Regions from separate parts of the Oryctolagus cuniculus genome. Here region 2 is linked to region 1. Evidence: chromatin contacts called from public Micro-C data. All regions are on one chromosome and are shown on one strand. Each heading gives the region's core, a stretch centred on a gene start, on an enhancer-like site or on the middle of the called end of the contact. The rest is flanking DNA. Distances are from core to core; before and after follow the strand shown. Region 1 holds the start of ING2 (inhibitor of growth family member 2). Region 2 holds the start of RWDD4 (RWD domain containing 4).

Region 1 (7,953 bases), core at 4,714-7,213:
ACTTCAGTCTACCACATAAACTACACATAAGGCCTACATGTAAGGGCTGACATTGCTCAGATTTCTAATACCTCATCTAGGAAATCTGGTATTTTCTTAACCTTACCCTTTAGTCCTTAAGTGTTTTCTTACAGTAAAAAACTGTTAAAATGGAATTAAACTTCAGGGTGTTTACTTAGATACTAATAGACATCTCTAGTTTGTAGTGATTTTTATATATCTTTTTATTACTATTTTTTATTTTACTACAACTAGTATGTGCTACTTACAAAGCAATTTTAAATGCTTTCAAATTCAGCTTTTTTTTTTTTTTTTTTTAGGTTAAGGCTGCCACCTGTGGCACTGGCATTCCAGCTGCTCTACTTCTGATCCAGCTCCATGCTAGTGCGCTTGGGAAAACACATGAGGATTGGCTGGCGCCTCGGCTCAACAGGCTAATCCTCCACCTAGCGGCGCTGGCACACCAGATTCTAGTCCCGGTCGGGATGCCGGATTCTGCCCGGTTGCCCCTCTTCCAGGCCAGCTCTCGGCTGTGGCCCGGGAAGGCAGTGGAGGATGGCCCAAGTGCTTGGGCCCTGCACCCCATGGGAGACCAGGAGAAGCAGCATGGTGCACCAGCCGCAGCGCGCCAGCCGTGGTGGCCATTGGAGGGTGAACCAACGGCAAAAGGAAGACCTTTCTCTCTGTCTCTCTCTCTCACTGTCCACTCTGCTTGTCAAAAAAAAAAAAAAAAAAAAGTGAGGATAACCCTGTACCCACATGGGAAATCCTGAGGAAGCTACTGGCTCTGGTCTTGTCCAGTCTTGGCCATCGTGGCTATTTGGGGAGTAGACCAGCAGATGGAAGATCTCTCTCTCTCTCTCTGTAACTCTGCCTTTCAAAATAAATAAATCTTTTTTTTTTTTTTTTTTTTTTGACAGGCAGAGTGGACAGTGAGAGAGAGAGACAGAGAGAAAGGTCTTCCTTTTGCCGTTGGTTCACCCTCCAATGGCCGCCGCAGCAGGTGCGCTGCGGCCGTCGCACCGCGCTGATCTGATGACAGCAGCCAGGTACTTATCCTGGTCTCCCATGGGGTGCAGGGCCCAAGCACTTGGGCCACCCTCCACTGCACTCCCGGGCCACAGCAGAGAGCTGGCCTGGAAGAGGGGCAACAGGGACAGAATCCGGCGCCCTGACCGGGACTAGAACCCAGTGTGCCGGCGCCGCAAGGTGGAGGATTAGCCTAGTGAGCCGCGGCGCCGGCCCAAAATAAATAAATCTTTAAAAAAATTAGCTCAGATTTTCTTTTAGCTTATTTTTTATACTAATGAATTTAAAGTTTGGGTATTTTTAGTGTAATTTTAAATGCTTCACTGGATCTTCTAGAACAAATTACTCAAAAGTAAGGCAACCTCCTAGATTAGTAAGGACTTATTTGTATTAAGTATGATTACCTTTCTGGAGTAGGCTGTCTACTGGTAACGTTTTGACCTGAGGATTTAATTTCAAGTTATTTTCTTGAATTTTCCAAAACAGTGCTTTTCAAGCATCCAATGTGTTCCCTAGAAAAACACTGCCATCTGCTTAATTGAATTGAATGGGGGGAATTATCAGCCTCTTACTAAAGACCTCCCTAAGCAAATGAAATGTGCAGAACTTTTTTGGACCCCACTAAACACACTAATCATAACAAGATTTAATGAGGAAATAGGGAAATCAGAAGATGTGAATTGCTAGATATTAAATAACAGCGGTATTGTGGATATGTTTTAAAAAGTTATCTCTTGGGGCCAGTGTTATGGCATAGAAGGTTAAGCTGCAAGCGCCGCTGGCATCCCATATGGGAGTTCTGGCTGCTCTACTTCCGATCCAGCTCCCTGTTAATGTGCCTGGGAAAGCAGCAGATAACCCAAGCACTTGGTCCCCTCCACCCATGTGGGAGACCTGGATGAAGCTCCTGGCTTTGGCCTTGCCCAGCCCCAGCCATTAAAGCCTTTTGGGCAGTGGACCAGCAGATGGAAGATCTCTCTCTTTCTCCCCTGCCTCTCTCTCTGTACCTACTCCTTTCAAATAAAAAAATAAATATTTTTTTAAAAGTTATCTGTTTGTATTTAAAGCATTTATGGATAAAATATAATAATTCACTAAGGGTAAGGGAGAACAGGTTATAAACTGAATAGTATTAGCCATTATATGATAAGGAAACTTTTATATTTGAAAATTTCCATGATAAAACATTTAAAAATAGGAAAACGAAAAGAACTTCAAATTTAATTGGCCTAACTCAGCAGAAGCTGAAACTTCCCAGGAGGTATCTTTAGAAATTGTTCACTATTTGTTAGTTTTCTTTTTAATCCCTTTGAAGTTGCTGCTGTCCCCTCACAATATAAATAAGGGATGTTAAGAGATGGTACGGTGGCATAAGCATTTCTTGCCAGGGACTTTTTCAAGTAACTGTCTTACAAATTAAAGAAAATCCAGACACTAATTTGGAGGCATCAGTTAGTTATCTTTCTTAAGGTTACTGTGAGAGTTGCTTTAAGAACAGAAAACATAAAGAGAAATTAAGATGCTAGTTTGCTTTATTCATATTATTAAATAGCACCAATTAACTTCTGTGTTGCAGAGAATTGAGGATTTTTAAATTTTGTATTTAGAAGAGTCAAGAGAGCCAATGTGAGGAGGCCCAAAATTTCCAGGTAGATGACTACTGAGTAGCAAAGGACATTTATGAACAACCAAAGTCGACTAGGGGCCGATGCTGTGGCGTAGCCACCGCCTGCAGTGCCGGCATCCCATATGGGCGCTGTTTCGAATTCTAACTGCTCCACTTCTGATCCAGCTCTCTGGCAGGATCTGGGAAAGCAGTGGAAGATGGCCCAAGTCCTTGGGCCCCTGCACTCATGTGGGAGGCCCCAGGAAGCTCCTGGCTCCAGATTGGCCCAGCTCTGGCTGTTGTGGCCACTGGGGGAGTGAACTAGCGGATGGAAGACCTATCTCTCCCTCCTTCTCTCTGCCTCTGTCTCTTTTTAACTCTGCCTTTCAAATAAATGAATAAAAATGTTTTTTAAAAAAGTTACATCTAGGGAGTTTGGTGATTTTTTTCCCCCAATGTAAGCACCCTCTCCTTTTACAAGTACGGCAGGAATAAGCCTTACATTACTAACCTTTGTAAATAAATAAATAAAAAAAAAGGCAAATGTCTGAAATAACTCACACCAGAGATGATCATGCTAGATTGTTTAACAAGTTTAGACCAATACCAGCTGAAATATTATTGGATTCTTTGCTTCCTTTCAGCTGTTCAATAGAATGATGAAAGAATGAGAACAATGCTATGAAGTCTCCTATGCCTTACTTACTCATCCTTCATACCTCTCACCTTGCTCTAGGTTCCTAGAAGGTGTACTCTGCTTCATGGCCTTCTCTCACTTCCAGTTTCTAGCCACATGACTTATCTGCCTGAAGATCACTCATCAGGTGAGTAAAAACCAGGGGTGTATTCAATAAAGAACCCGAATCGGTAAATAATAAGGTGTCTGGTATTAGTACTATTATTATTTAAAGATTTTATTTTTTTATTTGAGAGGTAGAGTTACAGTGAGAGGGAGAGACAGAGAAAAGGGGCTTCCTTCCGTTGGTTCACCCCGAAATGGCCGCAACCGCCCAAAGCCAGGTGCATCTTCCTGGTCTCCCATGTGGGTGCAGGGGCTCAAGGACTTGGACCATCTTCTACTGCTTTCCCAGGCCATAGCAGAGCTGGACTGGAAGAGGAGCAGCTGGGTCTCGAACCGGCGGCCAAATGGGATGCCGGCGCCGCAGGCGGAGGATTAACCAAATGAGCCACGACGCTGGCCCCGCTGGCCCCGGTGTCTGGTATTATTTTTCAATAATGACAAATTGCTTCAAATTTGTGTGAAAACAAAACAACACGACAGGGTTCAGGTAAAATTCAGTAAAATTTAATACTTAACAATGTCTGGTTTTTGACAAGTTGGGTGCTTAATCTGAAAGCGTTACAGAATGACAAGAAAAACCCCCGAGGCAGTCTCAAGAATGCAATTCACTGTGCCGTCTGGGTTGACTTAATATTCAAGGGGTCGAAACCTCAAAGCGTCACAGGATAACACAGGACAGTCTCCCAAGCCTTCGCAATATTTTATTGTTTCCAAGCCATGGAACTCCCTGAAGTTTCAATTTTTCCTCCAGATCAAGCTCTAGAGTTTTCTCTGCATGTCAGTGGGTACTTACCACTAACAGCTGTCTCGAAACTGCTCTAAATCGGTCACCCTACAGGTGTCCCATGCTTCTAAACTGATTATAATGGCTAAATTCATCACTCGGTCACATTTTGCTTTGACTCACAATAGGGTTTGCTTACATAGGCGTTCCATTAAAATCCTCCGTGTATTCGATCTACTTCCACGCTTTTCTTTTGGTAACACTCGTTATTCTATAAACTCAACGTCCGCCTGTAATGAAAAGCAGCTCCTTTGGCTGGCATTTATTTCATTTACGTTACCCAGAAATTAATCGATGGGAATCCATCATTTCGTGGGCTGGACTGTGGCCTGGGGTCTCACCGTCAGTCCCTGGGCCTCTTTCGGCTTGGCCGGAGGGGAGGACGGAGTGACCATATCGTGCAGCGCCCCTCCCTCCGCCCGCAAGCCCTCGCCCACGTCTAATGCCTGAACGTTCCGACCCCCGAAAAGGTTTTGCTTCGTTCTGAACGGCTGTCTACCGGCCACTTTCGCACCCCTGCCCCCTCAACAGGACTCAACAGGAGGGGAACCCTGGCCAGAGCTTGCCACCCCGGCGCCGGGAGCCCTCCGGGTCACCCCAAGGCAGAGCGAAGCCGCACCGGGTCCCTGCAGGCGACTACGTGGAAGATAGGGAAAACGGCGGCGGTCAGAGGGAGCATCGCCTACCTCCCCGCTGCTGGGGAAGCCCCAGGGCGGCGCCGGGAGGAGGCTCGCTGCCCCCGGGCAGCGCTGAGGCGGCGGCCAGCGAGCCGCGGCGGCTCGGCGGGAACACAGCCGCCGTGCATGCCGGGAGCAGCGCCCCGCTGCACACTGGGTCGGTAGTTCCCGCAGGCCTCACTCCAGGGTGCAACGGAGAGCAGCTGCCGGCGGCTCCTTTTAAGGCTCGCGGGGAGCCGCGCTCGATCCGCCCAACGTGGGGAAGAGTCGATCACCCTGGGCCGAGTGAGCCGGGCCACGGCTCCCCTCTCCCAGTGGGAAGGACGGAAGGAAGAATTCGGCCACCTTTCAGGTCCCATTCAGAGCGCGGGCGGGGACGCGGGTTTGACAGTGCTTCCCCTTTAAGGGGGGGCGGGGCACAGCCTGCCGTTTGGCCGCCCTCCGCACCCTCCCCCCGCGGCCGAGAGTTGACAGACCAATCGCCCGGGCGGCGGACGGAAAGCGGGAGAATGCGAACCCTTCGGTGGGGCGCTAGGGGCGGGCCCCCGGCCTTATTAGGACGGCGTCCTGCGCAGGCGCAGAGGCGGCCGCAGCCGAAGGGGCGGGGGCAGTCCAGTGAGAGACTCTCGGACAGTCGCGGAGGCTGACCGTGGGGGGCGAGGGGTTTGTCAGGGGGATCCGAGCGACGAGGCGGCGTGGGTAGCATCTGGGGACTTTGCGGGGGACAGGAAGTGTCCCCGCCCGGGACCCCGGCGCCAGCTCCGCTGAGGGGGGGGGATCCCCGCGGCTCTCGTCCTGGGGAGGGCGGGGGGAACGGAGGGGGAGCCCTGATCTCGCCCCGCCCCTGGGCTTGTTACCGCGGGGGCGGGGAGTGAGGGCTTCTTTTGGGGGGAGTGGAGGTCGGGGGACTCGGCTGTGCCCTCCGGAGCGGCGGCCGGTGTCCCCGCGGCGCCGGGCAGCCGAGCAGACGAGCCGCGGTGAGCGCGGCTTTTGCATGTGCGGCTGCTGGATGCGGAGGCGGCGGCGGCGGCGGCGGCCAGGAGCAGCAGCAGCGGCGGCGGCAGGATGTTAGGGCAGCAGCAGCAGCAGCAGCAGCAACTGTACTCGTCGGCCGCGCTCCTGACCGGGGAGCGGAGCCGGCTGCTCACCTGCTACGTGCAGGACTACCTCGAGTGTGTGGAGTCGCTGCCACACGACATGCAGAGGAACGTGTCTGTGCTGCGGGAGCTGGACAACAAATATCAAGGTAGGGGCCGCGGGGCTCTCGGGCACGGCCGCCCGGAGCCTGCCCCGGCTGTGCCACTTTGCCTTTCTCCGGTGACAGTCTCCGCGAGTGCAACACGGCGGGGGTCCTGCCGTGTGGGGCGGGGAGGAGGAGCTGGACAGGGGGCTCGAGGCCCTCGCCTTCCCCGCTGCGGGCGGCGAGGACTTCGCCGGGGTCCCCGGAGTGGGGGTGGGGGCCGCGCGTCAGCCCCGGCTGCAGACCCAGCGGCTGCAGCTGTCGTGGAGGGGAATCAGCCATTTTAAGCAGCAAGCATTTGTTCCGGCTCTTGCCGGCCCAGTGCCGCAAGCCCTCTCGCCTGGCCGAGGGAGTGTGCAGCCAGGCGGGGGGCCGCGGCCGGCCGGGCTCCCGCCGGTCTGCGGCGCCCCGCGCTCCCCACCCCCTCCGGCCCCCGGCCCCGAGAGGAGATGCATTGGAACGTGTCGGGGGGAGGGGGCGGGAGAGGGCCGCGAAGGCGGACTCGGGGCAGGTCCCTCCCTCCGCGCTCCGGCTCCTGGCTCGGGAACCGAGCGGTCTGTTCCCCTCTCCCGCCGGGGGGAAAGTTCCGGGCTGCCCAGCGCAGTAGCCTTTGCCCAGCTCCTTCTGCCAAATGGTTAAAAGGGGAGGGGTCTCCCGCTGAGAGGGGAGGAGAGGGGCGTGTGTGGCCGGGAGGGCCCCCGGCCCCTGGGGGCGGGGCCTGCGGCCGTGACGTGGGCGAGGGGCGGGGACGCGAGGCGCTCCGCCGGCCTCGGAAATGGCTAGTGGCTGCAGAGGCTTGGGTGGGACCGGCTGCTCGAGAGCCAGTCTGGCCAGTGGCTCGTTCGTTCGGCCCCAGCAGAGCCAGTGTTGGCGTCTGTGTGACTTTTCTCTTTCGCAGCCGGTCAGTCGGCACGGGGACACAGCTGCTGGCACCGTAGCTGTCCCTGAAGGCTCGCAGGTTCCGGGCCGTGTGTCACTTCCGGGCCCCAGGAGGAAGTGGGTTGGTTGACTGGGCAACCGCCCGGCGTCCCTTCGCCCCTGGGTCGCGACTCCGCCAAGTTTCAGCGACGGGACGAAAACCACCCTTTGTGGTCAGACCCAAGAAGCTAGGACAGGGACTCGACCTTTGTCGCATAGTGTCGTTCGTCGTCCACTCTCCGCCTGCTACGAGCAGGGGAGTGGTTTACTTCGGATCGGGAGTTGAAATGTGTTTGATAACCCGAAGTCGAGGAACAGACCTTGGACACGAACTTCTTGTACCCTTGCTCTGTTTTTCCCAGCACGTCACTAATCCGATGATTTCAAGGAATCCACTTCAAGAGTGACTTCTGTGGCCTGTAGCGTGTAGCGACATTTAAGTCTCTGTTGTTGAATGCATAAATTTGTTCTCTGAATCCATATGATTGATAGGGCCGATCTCTTAGTGGGAATAAAGCTGATACTGATTGTCGCTGTGTGCCAGTTACTGCACCAGATCCAGGACATTATATGAAGTAAAACTGATTTTTACAGATAAAAGTAACTTGTCCAGTTAGTTGAATGGGGGAATTTTTGTCTCCTAAGCCTGTTACTTTAGGTGAATGTCCTTTGTTTCAAACTGTTTAAACCTTTTTATTTTAAGTAAGAGTTGTCCAATGTTATTTTTTCCGATGTGGTGCACATATGTGAGTCGTAACCCAGAAAATTATACGTATGTGCTTAAGAATTGTATATTGAATATTTGTGGTTTTTCAAGTGGTAACTTTGAAGATTGTAAAGCTTGTAGATTTTTATACTTTAAAGGCACAAATTTGCCTTAAACTATTTGAAGTTGGG
Region 2 (7,152 bases), core at 829-3,328, 130 kb after region 1:
GTGACATGGACACAAGTTTAGAATTGATTTTTTAAGAAATGGTGGGAGAACAAAGAGTAGTCCCTAAAACCTAGCCAATATATGAAATGAGGGCATATGTAAATAATCCTTCTCAGAGATGGTACTTCTGATTCAGAGACCAGCAGGAAACAGTCTACACAGATTTTAGCAAAGCTCCACAAGTTTCTCTTGTTACCTTTACAAAGAAAAATATAGAAATTCAAACTGGATTCAGGAACAACTAAGAAGATTAGACTGTTATAAACAACTGACTCAAAATACAGCTACTCCTTAATGACTGGAACAGGAATATAAACAAAAGGCAGGTTCAATGATGGGACAGTGCATCACGCTGGCGGCAGAATTAAGAACTCAAAATGTCCTTAAAAAACATGCTCGTGATGCAATTAAACAGCATTAAGTAGAAGAAATTATGTTTACATTCTTAGATACACAAATAGAGAAAGACAAATTATTTTATAAAAAGCACTTAAACGGTTTAGTTGACAGTGAACGTTACTGAATGTAACTGTAGAAAAGGCGTTTTGCAACAATTTGACAACAGGACATAAGCTTAGAACCTGCCGGCTGACAGGATTCCAGGATGGTAAAGGAACTGAAATAATGGGCTTAGGAATAAAAGCTAAGGGAACAATTTTGCCAAGAAAAGGACATTGGGCAGGAAACTGTCTTCAAAGATCTGAAAATCAGTCACATGGAAGAGTGGAAATGGAGATTCGGGGCCCCACCGCAGAAATTCTGACTCAAACGGAGTGGGGTGCAGTGCAGGTTGTTTATTTAACAATCACTCAAATGGTTCCAACTTGGAGAAACCTTCCCCTTCATGTATGCTCTGTGCATTGCTGGAAGACAAAGCTAGTAATGCCTTGGCTGAGAGACTCCCGTAGCAAAACTGCTTTGAAGGAATTCAGGTGTCAACTTGCTTGTTGAACTTTGGGTCTTAATTTAAAGCTAATTTCTGATCCACAGATGCTATCACTTCTATCGTGTGGAAGTGCTAATTAAAGCAATACCTGACAAGTGTATTAGCGAATGCACAGGAGGCTTGGGGTCTGGTTGCAATCCTAGCACAGCCTCACGGCGCGGTCCGGGGGCCACTCACTGCGCCTTACCCATCACAAAGGTAGAAGGTGCCCCCAGAGGTGACCTGGCGCGTCCCTCCAACGTGTCAAAACAGAATTTTAAAGAGAAAATACGTGCGCACGAAGCATACAATTCTGATGGCACGCCGTATACTCAAGATTCGGCATCCATCTGCCAACACGGAAAAATGATTTCATAAAACAATTTGGACAGAAACCAGAGACACGCGGGTCATTATTTTTCTCCACTAGGAGACTTAACTAAGTTAACTCTCTACCAGTCAAGAGTTTTTAGGACTTAGAGGTGACCAGATTCCAGGCCAGCTCAGGGCACAAGCTCTGAACACCACGCGGGAGTCAAGGAGACAACTGGGTCATGGACCAAGGACAGTCACCCTGGTCATCAAGGAAATCTGCGGAGACCCCCGGGTGAGCAAATATGAAAGACGGCAGGGAGTGGGCAGGCAGAGGCGGGCCCCCACCCTTTCACGCACGCCTGTCCTCTCTCGCACCGCACCGGCCAGGCTCGGAGGGCGCGCGGGGCGCAGGGCACGTGCGGGCCCCGGGCTGTGGCTGCGCGCCTGCGCGGGAACACGGGCGTCCAGCCTCGGGTGGGGCTCACCTCTTGGTCCTCGTTGGCACTCATCGCGCCAGTCGCGGGGCTCTCCCGGGCTGCTGGCGTTCACAACGAAGAGGGCACAAGTGCACTGGCCCCCGAGGCCGGGGCGTCCCCCTTCCGCGCCTCGGCTGCGGGGCCACGCACCCTTCGCAGCCGAAGACCAGAGTCACGCACGCCGCGAGGCTCTCGGCAGCGTCCAGGCGCCGACCACAGGGGCCCGGCTGTGCTCCGGGAGCCGGAGGCCGCCGTGGGTGAGGCGACCCGGAGTCTGAGGAGAGGCTGCGGGGCGGTACCGGCGGAGGCTCCGCCCCCCTCTTCCCCCTCGTTTTTCCCATTGGCTCCTTCCATCTCCGCCCCCGACTCTTTCTCTCGTTGGACTTGGAGAGCTTCCTTCGCGTTGTGGAGAGCGGCGTCCGACTCCAGGGCGGCGATTGGTGTAGGACGCTGTCACTCACGTCCAGAAAGTGCTTCCTGTGCCAGAGGAGGTGGGGACCGGGAGGTCCGGCCTGCTGGAGCCTGCGGCGGGGCCGCGGCCATAGGGACGGGTCCGGACGTTTTGTGGCCTCTCGGCCTGCTTCCTGTCATTCCTGTCATCTTCTCCCGCCTGGCGGCGATCGGCCACGGCTGCTGCGGGTCCGGGGCGTGCGGCCTGGGTGAGTCCGGGCCCAGAGACCCATGGGGCCAGGCGAGGCCGCCGAGGAAGAGCTAGCTCTTAACAGCACTGGTTTTGGGGCCTGCGTTTCCCTAAGTGTGAGGGTGCAGTCCTGGCATTTCTCTTCCAGCCCCTCCCAAAAGACGCACCCATTTCCAGGACGCCCCCCGCGCCTCCCACTTAACGGGGTGGGGTGATAGAAGAGGAAGATGCCTTTTGTGCAAGATTCTTTCTCCAGCTTCCTTCATTGGAGCTATCTGGGGCAGAATTCTGTGACCACGGGGATGGAATCTAAGCCTCAGTTGAGTTTGTGCTCCACATCCTCACCATCGACTTTTTTTTTTTTTTTTTAAATAACCATTTGGCCTCAAACTGAGTTCATTCCTCCTTTGCTCATTTTGTAGTTGCGATTGGTGTAGGACATCATCTCTGAATCTCGTTGTTAGTAGACGTTAGTCTTACCCCCTGAACTCCAGTTCGTTATAGTAAAGCCGCATTATTATAATTACTTGTCATGCTGCCTGACAGATTGCTTCCCTTGCACTCGGTGGTGTCCACCCAGAATGCTCACTTGTACCCCTGTACCTCCTTCCACGTCATGGTTTGATCTGTGGCTCCGTTGGCTTCCTTCAGGAAATCTGAAAATTTCTCTTCCTCAGCTTTCCTCGTGGAAGCATTCAGTGTATATCTCTCTTTACCTTCATGTTTCCAGCCTTTGCTGGAGAATAAGCATGCATATTTAACTGCCCAAATTTTTAAAGTTGAGTATGGCAAAGCTTTAGGTGCAGGTTTTTTTTTTTTTTTTTTTTTTTGAAAGGCAGAGTGGACAGTGAGAGGGAGAGACAGAGAGAAAGGTCTTCCTTTTGCCATTGGTTCACCCTCCAATGGCCGCCGCGGCCGGCGCACTGCGCTGATCCGATGGCAGGAGCCAGGTGCTTCTCCTGGTCTCCCATGGGGTGCAGGGCCCAAGCACCTGGGCCATCCTCCACTGCACTCCCTGGCCACAGCAGAGGGCTGGCCTGGAAGAGGGGCAACTGGGACAGAATCCGGCGCCCCGACCGGGACTAGAACCTGGTGTGCCGGCGCCGCAAGGCGGAGGATTAGCCTAGTGAGCCGCGGCGCCGGCCTAGGTGCAGTTTTTTGTTTTTTGTTTTTTGTTTTTTTTTTTTTTTTTTGACAGGCAGAGTGGACAGTGAGAGAGAGAGAGAGAGAGAAAGGTCTTCCTTTGCCGTTGGTTCACCCTCCAATGGCCGCCGCGGCCGGCACGCTGCGGCCGGCGCACCGCGCTGATCCGATGGCAGAAGCCAGGAGCCAGGTGCTTTTCCTGGTCTCCCATGGGGTGCAGGGCCCAAGCACCTGGGCCATCCTCCACTGCACTCCCTGGACACAGCAGAGGGCTGGCCTGGAAGAGGGGCAACCGGGACAGAATCCGGCGCCCCGACCAGGACTAGAACCCGGTGTGCCGGCGCCGCTAGGCGGAGGATTAGCCTAGTGAGCCGCGGCGCCGGCCCTAGGTGCAGTTTTTATACAGTACATTTGGGACAGATTTGCCAGTTGACAGCTGTCCATCTTGCACAGTAACCATGTGTGGCTGTTGAGCATCTGAAATAAGCTAGTCCAGATTGAAATATTGTGTGGATAAAATACACACCAAAATGTGAAGACTTAGTGTAGTACAAAGAAAGTAAAATATCTGATTGATAACTTTTATGTTGTTGATATGATAATATCTGGGACCTACTGAGAGTGTTATTGAAATGAATTCACCTGTTTCTTTTTAATATGACTGGTAGAAAATGTAAAATCATTTATGTGGTTTGTATGTTCTTGTTACGTAGCTACAGCACTGATTTAAAGTTCTGTAAGTGATTTCTAGTTCCCTTACTTCCAGCTTGCTCAAAGCTTTTTGCCTTTTTGTAATTTTTTCAGTGGCGGTCCATATATTAGAAATAGATCTGAAAGAATTGCTTATGAATGTGTTTTCATTTGTATTTTCAGCTTTTTCATGACAACCTGACCATGAGCCCCACACAGTGGGACTTCCCTGTGGAATTATGCTGCCGGCCTATGGCCTTTGTTACCCTTACGGGCCTGGATGTCGTGTATAATGCTGTACATAGAGCTGTCTGGGATGCCTTCTGTGCCAATCGGAGAGCTGACCGAGTACCAATTTCTTTCAAGGTGCTCCCAGGTGACCATGAGTATCCCAAATGTAGACCCAAGGTAATGACATTATGATTTCATGGGTTCACTCTTTCTCTGTGTATGTATGTCTTTTTGTGTTACTGTTGTCTGTGCTGGAAACCTGAGTTTATCAAGACAATGGTTGTACTTGTATAGAAAGAAAACTTTGGGGCCGCCATTGTGGTGTAGTGGATAAAGCTGATACCTGCAATGAAGGCATCCCAAATAGGCACTGGCTTATTGTCCCCACTACTCCACTTCCAATCCAGCGCCCTGGTAAAGAGCCTGGGAGGGCAGCTGAAGATTGCCCAAGTGCTTGGGCTTCTGCCACCCATGTGGGAGACTGGAAGGAAGCTCCTGGCTCTTGGCTTTGGCTTGGCCTAGCCCTGGCCATTGCAACCATCTGGACATCTCTCTCTGTCTTTCCTTCTGTCTCTGTAACTCTGACTTTCAAATAAATAAGTAAGTAAGTAAATAAATAAATAAATAAATCTTCAAAAAAGAAAAGAAAACCATAGACATGTTCATGTATGTTTAATAAAATGTTTAAAAAAGATTTGTTTATGGGGTTGGTGCTGTGGCTTAGTGGGTAAAGCCGCCGCTTGCAGTGCCGGCATCCCATATGGGTGCTGGTTCAAGTCCGGGCTGCCCCACTTCCAATTCAGCTCTCTGCTATGACCTGGGAAAGCAGTGGAAGATGGCCCAAGTCCTTGGGCCCCTGCACCCATGTGGGAGACCCAGAGGAAGCTCCTGGCTCCTGGCTTCGGATTAGCATAGCTCCGGCTGTTGTGACCGACTGAGGAGTGAACCAACAGATGGAAGACCTCTCTCTCTCTCTGCCTTTTCTTAAAAAGGTTTGTTTATTTATTTGAAAGGCAGAGTTACAGAGAGAGGAGAGAGAGAGAGATGTTCCATGTCGTTCGCTTCCCACATGGCTGCAATGGCCTGGGTTGGGCCATACCAAAACCAGGAGGCAGGAGCTTCATCTGGGTTTCTAACATGGATGACAAGAGTCCGAGCACTTACGCTATCTTCAGCTGCTTTCCCAGGTGCATTAGCAGGGGGCCTGATCGGAAGTAGAGCAGCCAGAATGTGAACTGGCACCCGCATGGGATGTGGCATTGCAGGGGCAGCCTAATCTGCTACATTACAACGCTGGCCCCAACAATTATCTTTTTAAAACCCAGCTGAATAATTACTTTATGTACCTTTCTATCCTATGAGTCTTGCTTTTCCCCACATCTCCATATATTGAGCAAAATCTTTAAAAGGAAGATCTCACATTTCCCTTTCTTTGTTATCAATATCAGTATAGAATCCATAGTCTTTACAGTTTGTTTCAATGTCATATTTTTTTAGAAAACTTTTATTTAATAAATATAAATTTTCAAAGTACAACTTTTGGGTTATAGCGTTTTTTTCCCCCCATAACCACTCTCCCACCCACAAACCATCCGATCTCATTCTTCATTAAGATTCATTTTTAATGATCTTTATATACAGAAGATCAACTTAGTATATACTAAGTAAAGATTTCAACAGATTGCACCCACACAGACATACAAAGTACAAAGTACTGTTTGCATACTAGTTTTACCATTAATTCGCATAGTACAACACATTAAGGACAGAGATCCTACATGGGGAGTAAGTGCACAGTGACTCCTGCTGTTGATTTAACAATTCAGTGTCATATGTTTTTGAGTGCTTTATTTGTATTAGGTGCCTGGAACCATGCAACAAGCTGGTGATAGGAGTACAAATTCAATCAGACATGCCTGATGTCCTTGGGAGTAGTACATAAACTAGAGCAGTTTACTCAAGAGGGAATGAGGAATGTCATTAAGTTCAAAACTGATTTGTTTGTCTTTTATGTTTGTTAAAATTTTACTTAAAAATTAAGAAAAGAAAATTTGGCTACTTATCTGCATAACAGAAACATTGCCAATGTTATACTAAAACATGTACTTTTGAATTAATTTCTCTTTTTTTTTTTGCCAGAAATCTTTAAGGTATACAAACTTCATGCATTTCATAAATACAACTTTAGGAACATGGTGATTCTTCCCACTGTACCTGCCTTCCCACTGGCACTCCCACTCTTCTTCCTCCTCCCGCTAGCCTATTTCCAGTCTTATTTTTTACTAAGATCTATTTTCAATTAACTTTATACACATAGGATTAACTCTATACTAAGTAAAGAGTTCAACAAATAATATGAAAAAAAAAAAAAACCAGACTGTTCCTCAACAGTTTCATGATTTCTCTTTTGATTTCTTCTATGATCCACTTCTCATTCAAAAGCAAGTTGTTCAGTCTCCATGTGTTTGCATATATTCTAGAGATTCTTGAATTGTTGATTTCCAGCTTCATTCCATTGTAGTCAGAGAAGATGTATGGTGTGATATAGATGTTTTTGAATTTTCTGAGACTTGCTTTGTGGCCTGGCATGTGGTCTATCCTAGACAAAGTTCCATGTACTGGTGAGAAGAATGCATTCTGCAACTGTAGGATGAAAAGTTCTGTAGATATCCATTGGGTCCATTTGGTCTGTAGTGTCAATTAGCTCTGTTGTTTGCTTGCTGATTTTCTGT

Evidence for each region. A called contact is a pair of places that touch in the nucleus more often than the background predicts.
Region 2: a Micro-C map of ear pinna shows a contact between it and region 1, with 6 times the contacts expected there. The contact joins the promoter of RWDD4 here to the promoter of ING2 in region 1. A contact is called at or near these places in 4 of 6 Hi-C or Micro-C datasets (ear pinna, psoas muscle, skin fibroblasts and 1 more).

What each region holds. Positions count from the first base shown.
Region 1 is chr2:65,330,395-65,338,347 of mOryCun1.1, forward strand. It overlaps ING2 (inhibitor of growth family member 2), which reads left to right and starts at 5,964. Exons shown (of 2, transcript XM_002709489.5): 1 at 5,964-6,144. The coding sequence starts at 5,964. It overlaps LOC138848474 (a long non-coding RNA gene), which reads right to left and starts at 5,046. Exons shown (of 3, transcript XR_011386297.1): 1 at 4,908-5,046.
Region 2 is chr2:65,464,682-65,471,833 of mOryCun1.1, forward strand. It overlaps RWDD4 (RWD domain containing 4), which reads right to left and starts at 2,079. Exons shown (of 7, transcript XR_007914189.2): 1 at 1,726-2,079. It overlaps TRAPPC11 (trafficking protein particle complex subunit 11), which reads left to right and starts at 2,236. Exons shown (of 30, transcript XM_002709491.5): 1 at 2,236-2,375; 2 at 4,373-4,597. The coding sequence starts at 4,394.